Linked DNA regions of Mus musculus: region 1 is linked to region 2. Evidence: chromatin contacts called from public HiChIP or PLAC-seq data. All regions are on one chromosome and are shown on one strand. Each heading gives the region's core, a stretch centred on a gene start, on an enhancer-like site or on the middle of the called end of the contact. The rest is flanking DNA. Distances are from core to core; before and after follow the strand shown. Region 1 holds the start of Erich4 (glutamate rich 4). Region 2 holds the start of Pou2f2 (POU domain, class 2, transcription factor 2).

Evidence for each region. HiChIP or PLAC-seq counts read pairs in DNA pulled down with a chosen protein or histone mark.
Region 1: an H3K4me3 HiChIP or PLAC-seq map of embryonic stem cells shows a contact between it and region 2, with 8 times the contacts expected there. The contact joins the promoter of Erich4 here to the promoter of Pou2f2 in region 2. A contact is called at or near these places in 2 of 39 promoter capture datasets (embryonic stem cells and liver), 1 of 484 Hi-C or Micro-C datasets (palatal mesenchyme) and 2 of 115 datasets of contacts at active chromatin or transcription factors (both in embryonic stem cells).

What each region holds. Positions count from the first base shown.
Region 1 is chr7:25,613,934-25,617,939 of GRCm38.p6, forward strand. It overlaps Erich4 (glutamate rich 4), which reads right to left and starts at 1,920. Exons shown (of 2, transcript NM_001039243.4): 1 at 1,730-1,920; 2 at 687-1,367. The coding sequence starts at 1,903. The coding sequence ends at 1,131.
Region 2 is chr7:25,130,845-25,134,670 of GRCm38.p6, forward strand. It overlaps Pou2f2 (POU domain, class 2, transcription factor 2), which reads right to left and starts at 1,616. Exons shown (of 15, transcript NM_001163554.1): 1 at 1,581-1,616. The coding sequence starts at 1,608.

The DNA.
Region 1 (4,006 bases), core at 670-3,169, 480 kb after region 2:
GAGTTCACAGGCAGAGGCAGGAGAATCTCTGTGGGTTCCAGGTCAGCCTGAGATGGCTCAGCGGTTAAGAGCACTGACTGTTCTTCCAGAGGTCCTGAGTTCAATTCCCAGCAACCACATGGTGGCTGACAACCATGTGTAATGAGATCAGATGCCCTCTTCTGGTGTGCCTGAAGACAGCAAGAATAGGAAAGGAAAGGAAGAACGGAACCAGTTTAGGGCATGGCTCATAGGCAGGAGCATTTGCTATAAAAACCTAAAGGCCAAAACCAGACCCCCATCTCCCATGTGAAAAGGCCAGGCGCAACCATGCGGGCTTGTAATCCCAGCATTGGGGGTAGGGGGCAGAGCAGGTAGATCCCAGTCTGGCCACAGTGGGATGCTTCCAGTTCAGAGAAGAGACCTTGTGTCAAGGGTTTACAGTGGAGAGCCATAGAGGAAGACGCCCCCACACACCTGCACACAGAAGTGCACATATATCACATACCACACACGGAAAATGGTTAAAATAATCAATTTATGTTATACAACTGCAATAAAAGTATATAAAATCCAGCACTCGGGAGGCAGAGGCCAGCCTGGTCTACAAAGTGAGTTCTAGGACAGCCAGGGCTATACAGAGGAACCCTGTCTTGAAACCACACACACACACACACACACACACACACACACACACACAAAGCATATAAAATCAATATTTTATTTCACATATTCAGAATATCATTTCAACCTGTAGTTGTCGAGCTGTTTAAACTGTTGATCGGTTTTACCACAGAGGTGTTTGACCTTTGTCCACCTCTCATCTCAGTCCGAACCCACCACGTTTCAATTGCTTACCGGCCATGGGGCCTACCACACTACGCAGAATTGGTCTTCAAACCTGTCTGCCAAGATTCTGTCACTTCAGCCAAGCACCTGGTCTCCAGGTCACACTGCAACATCTCTACAGACACACGGGTGGCTTTTGTGCCCCTCCCAAATCTGCAATCACACCTGCCCACAGCACCCAGGTCCCTGCCAGGATCTCCAACTGTTTTGTGGGTCTGCCGAAGGAGCACCCTTGATTCTCAATCTCCGTTTTTTTCCTTTGCATGAATTTGCATCTCATTTGCGTGTCAAGCTAAATGACCTCAGATGGTCATCTCGAAGTCAGGGAGGCGCTGGGCTGGATAGGAGCTCCGGGAACGTTCTTCGTCCTGCTTCTCCTCGGGCCCTTTGTTCTCTTCAACACAGCTCTTCTCCTCCTGCTCCTCTTCCTCTTCCTCCTCTTCCAGGATAGTGACCAGCTCTTCCCGAAAGGTCCCCATCTCCAGTCCCAGGTCACACAGCTGTCCCAACAGCTGGACATCCACTCGTCGCAGGTTCCCCTGTAGGAATAAAGGAACACCATGGGGAGGCTCCACGGGGAGCCTGCCAGAGCTCCATGGGGGCAAGTTTCAGCTCAAGTCCTGTCCTGCCTGGCCAGGGCCCTCACCTCTGTCTCATCTCCGGCTCCGTTTTCTCATCCTTGCCTTTGGGCTCTCCCAGCCCCCATTCCATCTGAGGTCCTGTCTGATCCTGCTCTGGGTCTCTGATTTCTATCTCTGTTCTCCGAGACTGACTCCAATCCTGTCTCTCATGCTCTGTCCCCACCCTGGCCCAGGCCCCGCTGATCCTCGGCTACGTCTACCTTTATCAATATTCACTCATGTTCCTCGTTCTCTCCTATCTCTCTAAGGCCCTCACTCACCAGCTCCTCCCAGATCCATAGAATCAGCTCCCTGGCACCCCCAAGTTCTGCCCCTGAAGACATAAGGGCCTGACCGGGGTTCCCTTCTGGCGGGGGCACCCTTAGGGCCTTGGGGAGTGGACCCAATCCACTGGGCTCCAGTCCAGCCTGCTTCAGCTGCACCCACGGCTCCATAGTCCGAACCATGGACTGAAGAGCAGGAAGTAGCAAGGTCCAAGTGACCCAGTCCCCTGGGGAGCTGTGGGATGCAGGGAAGGCGGGGAGGGGCTGGCAGATATATCCCAAAGTCCATTCTTCACTGTGAATCAGCTGGCCACATTTTCTCTCTTCCTTCCTTCCTTCCTTCCTTCCTTCCTTCCTTCCTTCCTTCCTTCCTTCCTTTCTTTCTTTCTTTCTTTCTTTCTTTCTTTCTTTCTTTCTTTTTTCTTTCCTTCTTTTTTTCTGAAGTCCAACCTCCATGATCTCACAGGGTTCAAAGATAGCCGTGAGCAGAGGTCCAGCTTCACCCTGTTGCCCCTCAGGCTGACACCCCCACACCCCACACTCCTGCTTAGGATACCTGGTGCTTGGTGCTCAGTACCTGTAGGGGCTGAGCTGTCTTCCTTCCTAGGCCCTCCCTGTTGCCAGCCTTCCTCAGCCTCTTTAGCGGAATGACTTTGGTCAGCCCCCAACCCGGTCCTTGTCTGTCCCCTGCCGGGGCTTTGCCACCAGTGTGCCTGAAGAGCCTCTGTATGGAAGCTGCAGGCTAGGATACAGAAGCTAGTTCTGCTAGCGCGGACTTGGCAGCATTGTGTCCTTGTAGAGCAGTCAGGACTGGGAGGTGCTTGGGTCTTGCTAGGTTATGCCAGTGGCTCAGGGTCCGGGCTTAGACCTCAGCTGCTCACCCTCCTGAGCCCAGACTCCAATTCTGCAAGGCTCATATCTTGACATCTGTGTGGTAAGCACAGAACTCCCACTTTGGACCCACCCCACTAAACCCATTTTCCGTTGATGTGGAAACAAGTCACCATAAGCTGGGCATCTTATAGCAATGCAAGGGGTGCATCAAAGGTTAAAGGTGCTTGCTACCAAGACTAATAATCTGAGTTCAAGCCCCAGGACCCACAGGATGAAAGGAGAAAACTTACTCTTACAAGTTGTCCTCTGACCTACACACACACACACACACACACACACACACACACACACTTCAATCACACTTCCGTCCCTAGCACTGCAAGGAGAGAAGATAATTCTCTTGCTACTCTGAGGCATAAAGTAGGTACACTGGGCGTGGCTGCTTCTGGAAACTCTAGGAAAGAATCCACGCTCTCCTCTCCTGAGCTTCTGGAAACTTCCTGCTTTCCTGTGTCACTCCAAACTTTTGAGTCCGGCATCCTGACTCCTGCTGACTCCACTGGCCATCCTTCTGATGAGACCCACCTGATTCATTACCCGGTCACCTATGATAACACCCCATCTCAAGGTCCTTAAACTGGCCAGCTGGTGTTGTCACACGCCTTTAATCCCAGCACTGGGGAGGCAGAGAGGCAGGTGGATCTCGGAGTTCGAGACCAGCCTCGTCTATGGAATGAATTCCAGAATAGCCAGAGCTACACAGAAATACCCTGTCTTGAACCCTTCCTGCAAAAAAAAAAAAAAAAAAAAAAAAAAAAAAAAAAGGAGCCTTAAGCTTGGCCTTGAGGTACACATCTATGATCCCAGCTCTGAACTATAAAGCAATATAGGAAAGGGGGTGGGGCTCAGAGCGGAGGGGAGGAGAAGGTAAAGGCTTCTTAAAGTAATAGAATGTGGTGGTTTGAAGGAAAATGTCCCCCATAGGCTCAGACAGTTGGGTGGTCGGTGGTGGACTGGGGAGGTTTAGGGGGACCCTCAGTGGAGGAAGGACCTCGTTGGAGGTGAGCTTTGGGAGTTTAAGGCCCAGTCATTTCAGTTTGCTTTCTCTGCCTCTGGCTTCAGCTGAAGATGGAAGCTCTCTGCTTCTTGTTCCTGACACCATCCCTGCTGTTTGCTACGATTTGTGCCCACTATGATGGCCGCTTAGCCCTCTGGAACTGCAAGCCAAAACAACCTCCCTTCTGTAGGTTGCCTTGAGTCACAGCATTTTATCACAGCAACAGGAAAGTAACAGCTACATACAGACTCTAAGGATTACAGCCCAAGGACATCTGTGGTTGGGGGCTGTTCGGTCTCGACACACCCACCGCTCCCTGCTTCTCCATTTCCATGAGTGGCCCCTTTTGGTTTCTCAGGCTTTTGTCTGTAGCAGCCCTCACC
Region 2 (3,826 bases), core at 366-2,865:
GGTGGAGAGCCTGAGATCAGACGGTGAGTGATCTGCCCGAGGCCACACGATGTATTAATCACATCCTTACGATGGATTGATTCTTGCCAATGCTACACGGTGAAAACCCATAACAGTTCTCCTGGGTAGGACTTTTTCTTTTTTTTTTCACCCTACAGAAATCCCCAGTAAAAAGTCTAATGCTTTGTCCAGTGGCTACAAGTTCTCACTTGAAATGAGTCCATAGTGAAGCCGCTATATGTGTGCAGATGGCAGTCTGGACTTCATATGTACACTGAACAAGTAGATATGTGTACACCCACACGGCCACCTCAGTAAATAAATACCTGTCAATCCTCATCTTTCTACTGTCTACCACCATCATTTTTATATCCTAGCTCAGAGAACTCCTCCAGGAAGCCCTCCCTACTACCATGACAACAGAACTAGATAACTTCTGGACTCTATCATCTCTGCTCCACCCTCCACCCTCCAATCCCAGGTCTGATCACCACAGGATTGTCCTTTCCACTGAACTCGTGACTCCAGAAAAGCAGACCTGAAGCTGCCTAGCCCTGATATATCTTCAACACCAATATCCAACATAGAACGGCCCGGTAACCAGCGGTTGTTGAAGGGACTTGGCGATGCCCCCCACATACTGATGCATGTTGGACGGATGCACGCCAAGCCAACACTCACACCTACGGTCACCCAGGAGCTCGACGCACACTCGACCAAAGCTCCAGAAAAGCAGTCATGAAGTACTGATCCTTGGAATATCTCAGCACTGGTATTATCACCTTACACTTCCCAGTACTCTGCTGAGGTATGCTAAGTCTGCGCAGAGATGCATACCTTCTACGAAATGAGTCCCCAAGCGCAAATCACCTGATACGGTGCCTGCACCGTATCCAGCTCACCCAGGCAAGCATGTAGTAACTCAAAGACATAGAATGCATGCGCCACGGAGAAAGTCAGAGCAGGATAAGGAGACTGAGGGATATATAAGATTAGTGCCATTTTGCAGAATAAATGAAGTGGATCAAGAAGAAATCACTGCTACGGGCACACAGGAATGCCACGCACAGCAGCCCTCCCCCCTGCACACCCAGGAGAAATAGCAATAAGCACAGGACGCAGGACACCACACCCACACTCACACATATGCACACCTGCACCACACAAACGCAACTGCTTGGTCTTCCAAACCTGTTGCAGCCCTGTGTCTAAAGAATCGCCCACGCTGCCCAGCCCACCAGTTCCCCATATGAAGTCCAGCAAAAAACAAAACAAAACAAACAAACAAACAAACAAAAAACCACATGACCCTTCCTTTTTCCTGTTCCCTCAGTGGGGAGACAGACTGGAAGTATACCCCCCCACACACACACCCCATGCCTAATGCAAAACAGTATCAAAGAGGAGCTGAGGAGGGGGACTAGGTGAAGGAAGGAAAAGATGTTACTAAAGCACGGGGCCTCCCAAACAAGGGGGACAGCCGAAGAGGAGGTGCAGGAACCGTTGGCAGAGGTGGTCAGCAGAACGGCCCTAATATGCTATTTGTCCTCGCCACCCATGAGAAGGCATCAGCCTCTTACCTGGAGCCCCCATGCTGGAATGAACCATGCTGCCCGCCAGCCAGGGCTGGGGAACAACTGTGTCATCTCCCCGCCCTCTCTGGGGGCCAGCCCTCCCTGCCGGAAGTCACCCCGGGAGGAAACCACAGGGCCGGTCCGCCCCCTTCGGAAGGGAAAATACCCTGGCCCACAGGCCGACCCCAGCGGCCCAGGCGACCCCAGATCATGAGTGTATTTGAGTAGGGGCTTAGTCGGGTGGAAAGCGAGGACGCTGGAAGAACTGACTCTTGCTGGGGCCACACTAGGAGGTATCTATACAGTCCTTCTGCCCCCGCAGCACGGAGGGGTGGGGGCGAACACATCTGGAACAGGGCGTGTGGGGCTGTGAGAGAAGGTGAGGCTATACAATAACAATGGCAAACACAATTTGAGGTTTGTTCGAGGAGGGATCTCTCAGTGCCTAACCCTGCACCTCCCACGTAACAGGTGTCATAGTTTGACAGTATTTTGTGATTCGTCTTACAAACGACAAGACTGAAGATCAGAGAAGGGAGCAGTGGCTTTCTCAAGGATCCAGGGCCAAGATGCATCAAAGTAAAAAAAAAAAAAAAAAGGGGATGCTCAGGATGCTGTGGACAGACCAAGGCTTGCAACCTGTGCCACAGGTAAGGCATCCCGGGCCAATAGTGCCCATGAGCAGTGGCACAGTGGCAGTTAGGGCGAGGGGTGGAGGCCTAAGTCAGAGACAGCTAGAAGCCTGTCAGAGGGCAAACGCGTGCACCCGGGGCAGTGGAGCTGAGCTTGAGTCCTCAGGGTTCCTGTGGAGCGCTTTCAGCGAGCCGCTCCGCTCTCAGTCCTGCGGTTTTCCTGAAGCCCGCCAGAGGGCGGCAGCGTCCAGTCAATGGGCAGGAGGGCGGGGCCGGCTTCAGAGGAGGGAGCCCCGCCCTCCGCTCCATCCCGGCCCGCATCCTCCCCCGCCCCGCGCGCACACCTGCGAGGGTCACACAAAGGCGCAGGACTCGGGCGCACAGTAGCGCAGACAAAGGCAGGCGCGAGCCAACTGCCCTCTTCTCCCTCTCAGCTTCCTGGAGTCCGAGTTGCTGAGCTGCCTTGGCATCTCTTAAACAGTTCTCCTATCCACTAGGGCCATCCAGGACACTTTACACCCCAAGTGGAGGGTCCCCCAAACCACACGCGTGCACACATAGACGGCTGGATTCATCCTTCTACATACATGCATACACTGAAGTATTTCTTCTCAGACCAACCCTCCAGCATTTCACACGAATGCACACACAGAGATTCACTAGTGCACATCTCTACCATGGCCCCAATATCACCCCTCCCCGCAGACCAAGCTTCATCAGCTACATATGCTCTACTACTTCACCCAGACCCACAGGGCAGAGGGCACATCTACACATATGGCCAACGCAGGCCAGGTTACATGTGCCCACACTCCCATGTGCACAGCCATGAAGGACACAAAGAACTACATGGGTGCCCTCTGCCCCCAGCCCTGTGCAGGTGGACACCCCAAGACCTGGCAGATGGTCCTGACAGGAACGAACTCAGCTCTTAAGCTGCACACAGAGGGGACAGTTCCTGGGCATCTACACTCTATAATATCCCATTATCGGAAAGACCATTTCAGAGGGCATTTGCCGACCGCACAGCGGCTGGCGGCAGATTTTCTATACACGAGGGTCTTCCCAGCAGAAGTTGGGGGCAGTAAGGTAGCAGGTTTTTGTCTTGAAGCCTGATTTACCCAGTAAGCTCCATTTTCATTTAGGATTTATCTTTTGAGGGAGTGGTGGTACTTAGCACGATATGGAGGGATACAACCCAGACAAGGCCCCTCCCCCATAGTCTACCCTTTACCAATTCAACATCGTGCAGGCCAGAGACACATTCACCAGGCTGGGTCCCAGATGGTGATCTAGGAAAAGAAGGGACACCCATTTCCAGTGAGGCCCTCCTGGATCTTCAAGTGAGGCCAGAGTGGGAAGGCCTCGATGGTTCCCTAAGGATAAATTCTATTCCTATGGCCTTCCGTGCTGAAAGCTGTGTCTGAGTCTCTGGGCCTATGCAGGAGATGCTGAAGGAGGGGAGAAAGACAAAGGGGCAGAGTGTGGGGCACATGGCTTAGATGGTGAGGGGAACTGGCAGATTGGAATGGGATAGGTAGGGTGTGGAGAGCGGCTTCCCTGCCAAGGAAGGGGTCTGGACCCTCATAATGAGTAGGGTAGGTAGGGAATAGGCATTGG